Linked DNA regions of Sus scrofa: all the other regions are linked to region 3. The links are chromatin contacts, called in public HiChIP or PLAC-seq maps. All regions are on one chromosome and are shown on one strand. Each heading gives the region's core, a stretch centred on a gene start, on an enhancer-like site or on the middle of the called end of the contact. The rest is flanking DNA. Distances are from core to core; before and after follow the strand shown. Region 1 holds the start of BET1 (BET1 homolog). Region 2 overlaps LOC102163402 (a long non-coding RNA gene). Region 3 overlaps LOC102163402 (a long non-coding RNA gene).

Region 1 (2,700 bases), core at 118-2,617, 93 kb after region 3:
CCCCTTTATAAGAGGATAAGTACATATGTAATTTAAATAATCTGTTTTGGTAAGCTTAACATCAGATTTAAAAATTTTTACATTACCACAAGAAATCTTTTTAAGATGATTTTTCTGACATGCTTTGGTTATAGAACACATGCACTTCTTAGAAAAAAAAGGGACTGTCACAGATATTAAGTTAAAATGCCATTTCTCTTATTGAACCTTCAGTGTTTATTTGCAATAACTGTCTCTGATTCCCCTGTTTTTAGAAAATGGTTGTTTATTTTTATGAAGACTGTTTTTCTCTCAAAACGCTATTGGATTAATCTTATTTCCCATGTTAGTAACTTTTATTAAAAATTGGTTTTTGTGTGTTGTATTTTACAAAAACAACCTTGGGGCAGAGACTTACTCTACCATTACTACAGTCAATGTTCATATTGGGAAACTGTGGGGGGAGCACCAAATGATCAGCGATTATTGCATTCTCAAAAATCTCTAGTATGGAGAGTATCCCAACTGTCATACAGCAGCAACGACAAAACGGCTAGAATCCAGGGGTTTCTGATCAACTAATGCACATCAGATTTTTTTTTAAGTTATTTCAGTTAATCCTCACAATAATCCCCGTGAGATAAAATGAAAGTCTAGGACTAACCCCAATTCCAGAATGACTCTACCCTCACTAACAAGCTTTTAAACACTGGCACATTACCACGTGTAAACAATATTTCGGCATTCTTTGTGTAAGTTAAAAAGGACAAACAGTATTTTAGTATTCTTTGTTTAAGTTAAACAGTTCTAAAGGAAGTTTAGGGGCCTTCGGTCCCTTCAAAACTAATAGCCTCGGATCCTTCTAGCAATGTAACCAACCCAGTAACAGGGAACGGAGTCTTCAGTGCCTCAGAGGAAACCAGGCTACTTTCATTGCCTTCTTTAATCCGAGCAGCAGCCCTACTCCACGGTTTTCTCTACTGGGTGACCTGGAACAAGTCGGTTACCCTCTTCTTTCCCTTCTATGGGTCCCCACTTGTGTGTGAGTTAAGAAACTTGAATAAAGTTTTCTTTGACTTTACCTGAACTAACTCCAGGTGAGAGAAGTGAGAGGCTGAATCAGGAAAAAGAAGTCAACCATCCTCTCTTGGTCTGGGAAGGGTAGATGAACTCAGTTGAACAGCTGAGAGCCAGCGCCAGCCCAAGAGCTGAGCTCCAGGGTCCTGGTTGCAGAGTGGAAGTCGGGCCGCGCGCCCTTCTTACGCAAGCCCCGCCCGCTCCTCCACCCGGCTTCATCCTACGCTTCAGCCCGGCTTCTAGCCTCGGCGGCGAACTACATTTCCCAGAATGCCATTCAAGCCACCTCGCGAGGCCAATAAGTGCCTTGGGTGACGCCATCAGCCAGCGCGATGTTTAGACTCCACTGATGTCGTGGCGCTTTGGGGAAAGAAGTTGGTGTTTCGCCGGGCCCTGGTACTGAGGACGCTGTCCGGGTGGCCCCTAGCCTCTTCCTGCCCACCCCGTCGGCCCGCCTTTTCCCCCCGCTCCTCTGGCAGGATGAGGCGTGCAGGCCTGGGTAAGAAGAGGGCTGAGATTCGAAGTTCGGGGGCCGCAGAACTGGCGGTGCTGGGTGCCGGGACACGGGAGGAAGTCAGACCTGTCTCCTGTCACTGGAATCAGCCAGAAAGCAGGAGGTCTGGAGGGGTCTTTGGAGACGGTGCCAAGTGGAAACACACCGTTTTGTCCCAGATTCTGGGGGTCCTTAAGTTTGGTTCAGTCCCAAGTACTGGATGGTAAGTTTAGAGAGAGTAGTGGAGGGCTTGGGGTGAGGTATGCCCAGGTGTCAACTACTGAGTTTTTAGTGTTACTGCCTGAGCGTGATTATGGAAATTGCTGAGTTTCTCGAAATCTGTCTTCGGTTTCTTTTAGGGGGGCCTAATGTTAATTTCTTCAGAAGCGAAATTTGAGAAGTTAGTGTTGCATGCAAAGCACACCAATAATCATATTAGTCTGGTAACAGTGAGTTACAAAGGTAAAGGTGACATTACAACTGTTAAAGGCCATGATCTGGAACTTCAGGGTCAAAGGCCATTTAACCTAGAACATTTCTTATATAAGACTTGTTCACCTGTTAAGGCTGTAGAATGTGGTAATACTTGGTGACTTAGCATTTGTTCTTGACCTTTTGGCTTAGGAAGCAAGTTCATAAAGCAGCAGAAATAAGTTAGGTACAAGGACTTATAATGGGACTTATAACACACAGCCATTAAAACAGTATTTTCTGATTCCGAAGCTATTAAGAGATGACTGGGAAAAAAGAAAAGAGAAAAACCTTCTAAATCAGTGCACAGTATACCTGACAAAATATAGGAAATATTTTTTAAAAGATAATGTTACCTTTTTTAGTTCTTATAATAAGGTGGGAGGAAAAAGTTTTTCAAAAGTGCCAGGTATTTAAAGTTAGTGAAAGTTGCAGTAACTCTAGGCACATACATTGGTTAGTAAATTGTAGTATGAGAAACAGCTTTTGAAATATGTAGTCTGTATGAATGATGAATACTTGGATCATAGAAGAAAGTTAGCCAGGTACATTGTAGAGAAAAAAGATAACTCATTTTGAACAAGTTTAGTTTTATATACTTAAGTGTTTTTCCGTTTTATCATTACTGATTGTGTACTTGAGTAAGCTCTAGGTATACAGTCATTTGTAGTTCTGTTTGT
Region 2 (2,700 bases), core at 194-2,693, 93 kb before region 3:
TCCAATAAATTTAATCTCTATGTAATTTAAAATACTACAGCCACTTTGAAAAAATATTCTGGCCCTTCTTCACAAAGTTAAACAACAGTTATCATTTGACTCAGCAGTTCCACTCCTAGTTACATAACAAAGAGAAATAAAAATGTGTCCACACAAAAATTTGTACAAGAAAGTTTACAGTAGTCATTATTCATAGTAGCCAAAAGGTGGAAACAACCCAAATGTCCATCAACTGATGAATGTATGAATAAAGTGTGGAATATACACATAATGGAATATTATTTGGCCATAAAAAAGAATTAAGTACTACAACATGAATAAACCTGGAAAGCATTATGTTAATGAAAGAAGATAGTTGCAAAAGACCAAATTTAAATTATTTTATTTATATGAAATGTCCCAAATAGGAAAATTTAAAGAGACAGAAAGTAGATTAATGGTTGTCTACGGCTGGGGGTTGAGGGTGGGAGGTGTTGGGTGTTGGTAGATAAAGGGTACAGGAGTTTCTTTTTGGCGACGAATATTTTCTAAAATTGTAGTTACTGTTGCAAAATTGTGCATATACTAAAATCATCGAACTGTACACTTTTTCCTTCCTTCCTCCCTTCCTTCCTTCTTTCCTTTCTTCTTTCTTTCTTTTTTTTCTTTCAATTTGTAGGGGCGCACCTGCAGCACATGGAAGTTCCCAGGCTAGGGGTCGAATTGGAGCTACAGCAGCTGGCTTACATCACAGCCACAAGAACTCAGGATCCAAGCCACATCTGTGACCTACACCACATCTCACGGCCACACTGGGTTCGTGACCCACTGAGCAAGCCCAGGGTTCGAACCTGCAGCTTCATGGATCCTAGTTGGATTTGTTTCTGCTGTGCTACAATGGGAACTCCGAATTGCACACTTCAGATGGGTGAATTGCATGGTATGTGGATTATATCTCAGTAATGCTATTACTAAAACAAGTCGCCATGTAACAAAATGATGATCAATCTTAAGCTGAAATTCCATCAGTGTCAAACCATATTTTATTCAACACACTTAGACAGTTTTAAAAAGTTTATCTCAAGCAGATCCTGTGTGTAATAGTATTTTGATGAGGACAAATGCTTTCCCCAAATTGCCTGTCTTAATGGTAGGGAATTTGACTAATCACCACTCCTAATCTACACTAATGGAGACTAAACTTTCACATGAAGGCCTTGTATGCCCCCTCTTTTTTTGCTGGTTTTTTTTGTTTTGTTTTTTTTCGTTACGAAAGACATGACTGTCTGGGATCTCACTTTTACAGTGTGACGCAAACAGGATTTCTTAAAGACAGGAATGTTCAATAGAAGAATGATGATTAATCAGCACAGAAGAATTTCTAATGTCCTGGTTAACTTGTGGAGTCAAGTTGTTTGCTATCTTTTCATTGTTACTATAGAGATCAGGGAGCTGTAACCTCATGTGGTTTGGACAGGAAGCTTCTTCCACTTCATCAGCAACAAAAGGACAGAGGGCAGCAGTGCTGAGTTGGGGGAAGGCCTGCACATGAGAGGCAGGAGGCTCTTTCCTGAGCCTGTCCAGGGTTTCTGGGTTATGCTGGTGACTCTCGTTTGTGTCTCTTAGGTTTACTTTCCCTGTTACAAGTTTTCAAATTAGGTCCTGGGAAAAGATGTTTCAGCTTATTGACCTGAGCTATTTTTCTGAAACTCTCTACAACAGGATTCTCACCTTCCTGTGCTGTTATTAAATTTTATTTAAAGTAAGACAACAACATGACATTTCATTATTAAGTAAGTTTAAAAAGAGAATAGGAAAAAATTGTTAATAATTCAATCTGAACTGGCTAGAGGCAAATAGCTACATTAAAAATAAATGCATTTAGGGTGTAATCTTCTAGATTGTTTATAAAAATTATGCCAGGGACTAATAGGAAAATCAGAATAATTACCTATACATCCTACTTTTATATAAAACTGTATATTTTCTCCATATGATAAACTTATGGCTGGGGGAAATGCTATCATAAGAAACTCTGTGTGTTTGTGAAGATGCTGAACATGTGTCAGACATGTGTTCATAATGTAGACTTAGAGAATTTGTAAGAATTTGCTTTCTGCAACAGGGCAAGATATGGAATTATCAACATTATCCAGTTATCTAAAGGTCTTCTGGATGACAGGCTATTCCAAAAATTTTAAAATTAAGACACTTTTAAAAATAAAATATGTAGTTTGCTAATAAACTTAATATTCATGTTGATCATTTGCAAAAAGTTATTTCAAATGATTATTTTAATGCTTTACTGGAGTTCCCTTGTGGCTCAGTGGATTAGGATCTGGCATTATCACTGCCTTGGCTGTGATTACAGCTGTGGCACAGGTTCAGTCCCTGGCCCAGGAACTTCCTCATGCCATGGGTGTGCCCAAAAATAAATAAGATGTTTTAAAAGTAAATAAATGCTTTACATTCTGGAATTTCTTGTTGGCCTAGCACTTGAGGATTCAGTGTTGTCACTGATGTGGTGGGAGCTTGCCTCCTGGCCCAGGAGCTTCTGCTTGCCTCGAGCAAGAGAATTACATCATCATACTGGAACATTCCTGGATTAGGAAACAAAAGTGGAGCGTGTGTTAAGGGTCCAGCTTAGACGATTTGGGAGTCCATTCCACCTCCACACAAAGGGAGAGGTGACCACAGGGAGTGATAAGCTGGTTCAGCAGA
Region 3 (2,700 bases), core at 28-2,527:
ACACATATATATATGTGCAAGTCCAGGGTCATATAATCTCTGCCTAACTTTCCTGTGCTCACTGACTCCCACCTCATCCAGGCATTTTGAGGGGGGATTTCCACACAGGTCCTTGAGAATAAGATTTCCCAGCTAAAAATAGCTTATTGGTCCCCTAACTGCTAAGGAAACCTCTTCTTCTTGCTTCCTTCCCTTCCTCTCATTCTCCTAACTTTTTCACTTCTAACCTTTGCCCCATTCCTTTGTGTCCTGTTTCCCCTTTCCTTTGCCCTAAGTTCCCCATGCCATCCTTATCCTCACAGACTAAGGGGACAGGGCATGGGGGGGTCATCGAGGTTTTCCATACACCCAAGTGCTTTGGAGTTGGTCTTCTGTATGGCTCTCCTGACTCCCTCTCTTCTCTGTGCCTGGCATAACAGAAGCTCTGAGAGTCAACGTGGTTGCAACATGACATAAGTGTGAGTCAAAAATGTTCATTTTCCACCTTCGTATTTTGCCTCTGCAAAATGTAAACCTTTCCTCGTTCACCTCACCACCACCCCCTAAAAATCTGCATCAAGCTCACGTGCATCTTCAACTCTCTCCTCTTTAACTGCCCCAAATGGAACTTTCCACAGTGTTTTGGCTTCCCTGAAGGTCTGAGGATCTAGTGCATGGCTTTAGTTTTATAATAAAAGGGTGATAAAATGTCTTTTTTTTTTTTTTTTCACCTTCTCCGCCAGCTTGTTCAGATTTGGCTCTCTTATCTTCCCTTGTATCTTAGTAAGATTTCCCTCCAGACATTTCTTTAAATGACTTGACAATAACCCTGCTATCTTCTAAGAACCTAACATCACTTTGGCTGCTTTAGAAAAAATGTGTCTGTTTTTCCATCTCATTAAGAAGCATCTTGCAATCTCTCTGAAAACACAAGAAAGGGATACACAGAGGGCCTCCCAGAATATGAAAGTCCCATTGAAATTAAATACAGCCCATTAGTGTTTTTTAATGACATCAAAGTGTTATCCATGCATTTAAAATATGTTCCATTTTGTTTGGGATATGGGTAGGGTATGATGTAAAAGCAAACATATTTGCTTCTTGGTTTATCATAGGAATCAGAAAAGAAGAGGAGAAAAGGGAAGAAAGGATGGCTCTGATTCTTTTAATCTCAGGTTATTTCTGAAATGACAAAATGATCTTTCAACATTCTCAGGACTCTCTTCCTGTTGCGACTGTTTCGCTGCTCTCAGGGGTGACTTGCCCAGGAAAGCATCCCTTTCGGTCTCTGTGGCTACCAAGCTGAGGCAGACATGGCCACAAGGTGTCACTATTGCTAAAATAGATCTCCACCTACAGATTCTGAAGTGATTATCCATCTATAATGTAGCTTTCCTTTTGTTCTAAGTAGGGTCTTTGGGAGAGGCACTTTTTGATCGGCAGTTATTAGTTGCCTCCTTCACTTCAAACACATTGTGACCCTGAGTGAGGCTCGGGTTTCTAATCTGGAAATTGGATAGAAGAAAACAATTCCTGTTTTTTAGAAAAGTTGTCAGCTTTAAAGTAGAAAACCTTGTATAGGTGAGTTTCACAGGCAGCACTGAGTAAGCTCTCAACAAAGGTTAGCTCCCTTAACTCAGAAGTGAGGGATTTGCTTGGCTGGTAGGAGTGGGCGAGAGGCTGGTACGTTTTGAGGCTGCCTTCCTTCCTACCGTCCTTCCTTTCTTTCAATTTTAAAGCTGCAAAACACCATCTGGTACAGAGTTCTGGCTATTGTTAACAGCCATGCCATTTAAAAATCATTTGAGAAAAGCTAAATACTATAGCTTCCTCTGACAGAGTCAAAATAGTAAAGTCATATTAAAGTATCTAAGGGGTCCTGTTATAAAGAAACCTGTCTAATTGGTCTCTTTTGTTGAACCCAAAGTTCCCTAAATTTCTTTGAGACAAGAATTTTTTTTATTATCATCCGGACTCGGAAACTTTAGTCTGGATTAAGTTCTTAGTTTGTACAGATGAGAAAAGAGAAACCCAGAGAGTAAGGTTTGGTTCACAAAACACATCTTGGAAGGGGCAGAGATGGTCTGGAAGCCCTGCTGTGTTAGAGTGGTTTTTACCAGCTCACAAGAACCAGTTGTGCTCATTTCTTTCCAATCTTGTGTTTAGTGATAACCAGGTTAGCTTGCCTGACATGCAGCAAGCCAGAGGCTGAGAGGCACGGGTTTACAGCCAAGGACGAGTTGATTCACAAGTCAGCCGAGCAAGGAGATGAGAGAACAAATACCAGAACTGCCTCCCTGAAGGTCAAGGGGTTGGGATATTAATGGGATGAGCAGGACGGTCTTAGGAGTAGGGAAGGTGACTGGAGGCAGGGAAGGGGAGGAAACAGCTGTCCTGCACAGGTGCTCTGGGCCTTGTGCATTCAACATGGAGGTGCTTAGCATGACCCAAGGGTGGGGTTCCCAGCCCTCACATCGAAAGGCCATTCATTGGACATCAGGCCCAGTTTTAGGGCCTGTTTTAGGCTCAGGGGTCTCAACCAGTCCCCAGACAGCCTGCACAGGGCAGGAGTTAACTCCAAGTTCCTATGAAACAACTGGGCTGTGTGAAGCTAGGAAGATGTGCAATTAAATAGAGGAAAGAAAGAAAGAAAAAACTAAAGTGAACTTAATCAATGAAGGCAGTTTACAAGCAGAGGCATTTACAAGCAAAGGGGGATTG

What was found. HiChIP or PLAC-seq counts read pairs in DNA pulled down with a chosen protein or histone mark.
Region 1: an H3K27ac HiChIP or PLAC-seq map of alveolar macrophages shows a contact between it and region 3, with 4 times the contacts expected there. The contact joins the promoter of BET1 here to the enhancer-like site in region 3. A contact is called at or near these places in 1 of 5 promoter capture datasets (liver), 3 of 47 Hi-C or Micro-C datasets (alveolar macrophages, embryonic fibroblasts and retroperitoneal adipose tissue) and 2 of 2 datasets of contacts at active chromatin or transcription factors (alveolar macrophages and skeletal muscle).
Region 2: an H3K27ac HiChIP or PLAC-seq map of alveolar macrophages shows a contact between it and region 3. The contact joins two enhancer-like sites. A contact is called at or near these places in 1 of 47 Hi-C or Micro-C datasets (embryonic fibroblasts) and 2 of 2 datasets of contacts at active chromatin or transcription factors (alveolar macrophages and skeletal muscle).

The regions. Positions count from the first base shown.
Region 1 is chr9:73,791,320-73,794,019 of Sscrofa11.1, reverse strand. BET1 (BET1 homolog) reads left to right here and starts at 1,367. Exons shown (of 4, transcript XM_003130153.5): 1 at 1,367-1,555. The coding sequence starts at 1,537. LOC102163402 (a long non-coding RNA gene) reads right to left here and starts at 1,294. Exons shown (of 8, transcript XR_002335814.1): 1 at 1,062-1,294.
Region 2 is chr9:73,976,989-73,979,688 of Sscrofa11.1, reverse strand. It overlaps LOC102163402 (a long non-coding RNA gene), which reads right to left. Exons shown (of 8, transcript XR_002335814.1): 7 at 2,448-2,579. Among named protein-coding and RNA genes, the nearest start is that of BET1, 190 kb to the right of the region's middle. Within about 2 kb of position 1,443, at least 22 of the 83 cell types and tissues checked have an H3K27ac peak or open chromatin away from gene starts, as enhancers often do. A contact at or near this core is called in alveolar macrophages, where this site is marked.
Region 3 is chr9:73,883,903-73,886,602 of Sscrofa11.1, reverse strand. The region is part of intron 3 of LOC102163402 (a long non-coding RNA gene); the gene reads right to left. Among named protein-coding and RNA genes, the nearest start is that of BET1, 93 kb to the right of the region's middle. Within about 2 kb of position 1,277, at least 16 of the 83 cell types and tissues checked have an H3K27ac peak or open chromatin away from gene starts, as enhancers often do. A contact at or near this core is called in alveolar macrophages, retroperitoneal adipose tissue and skeletal muscle, where this site is marked.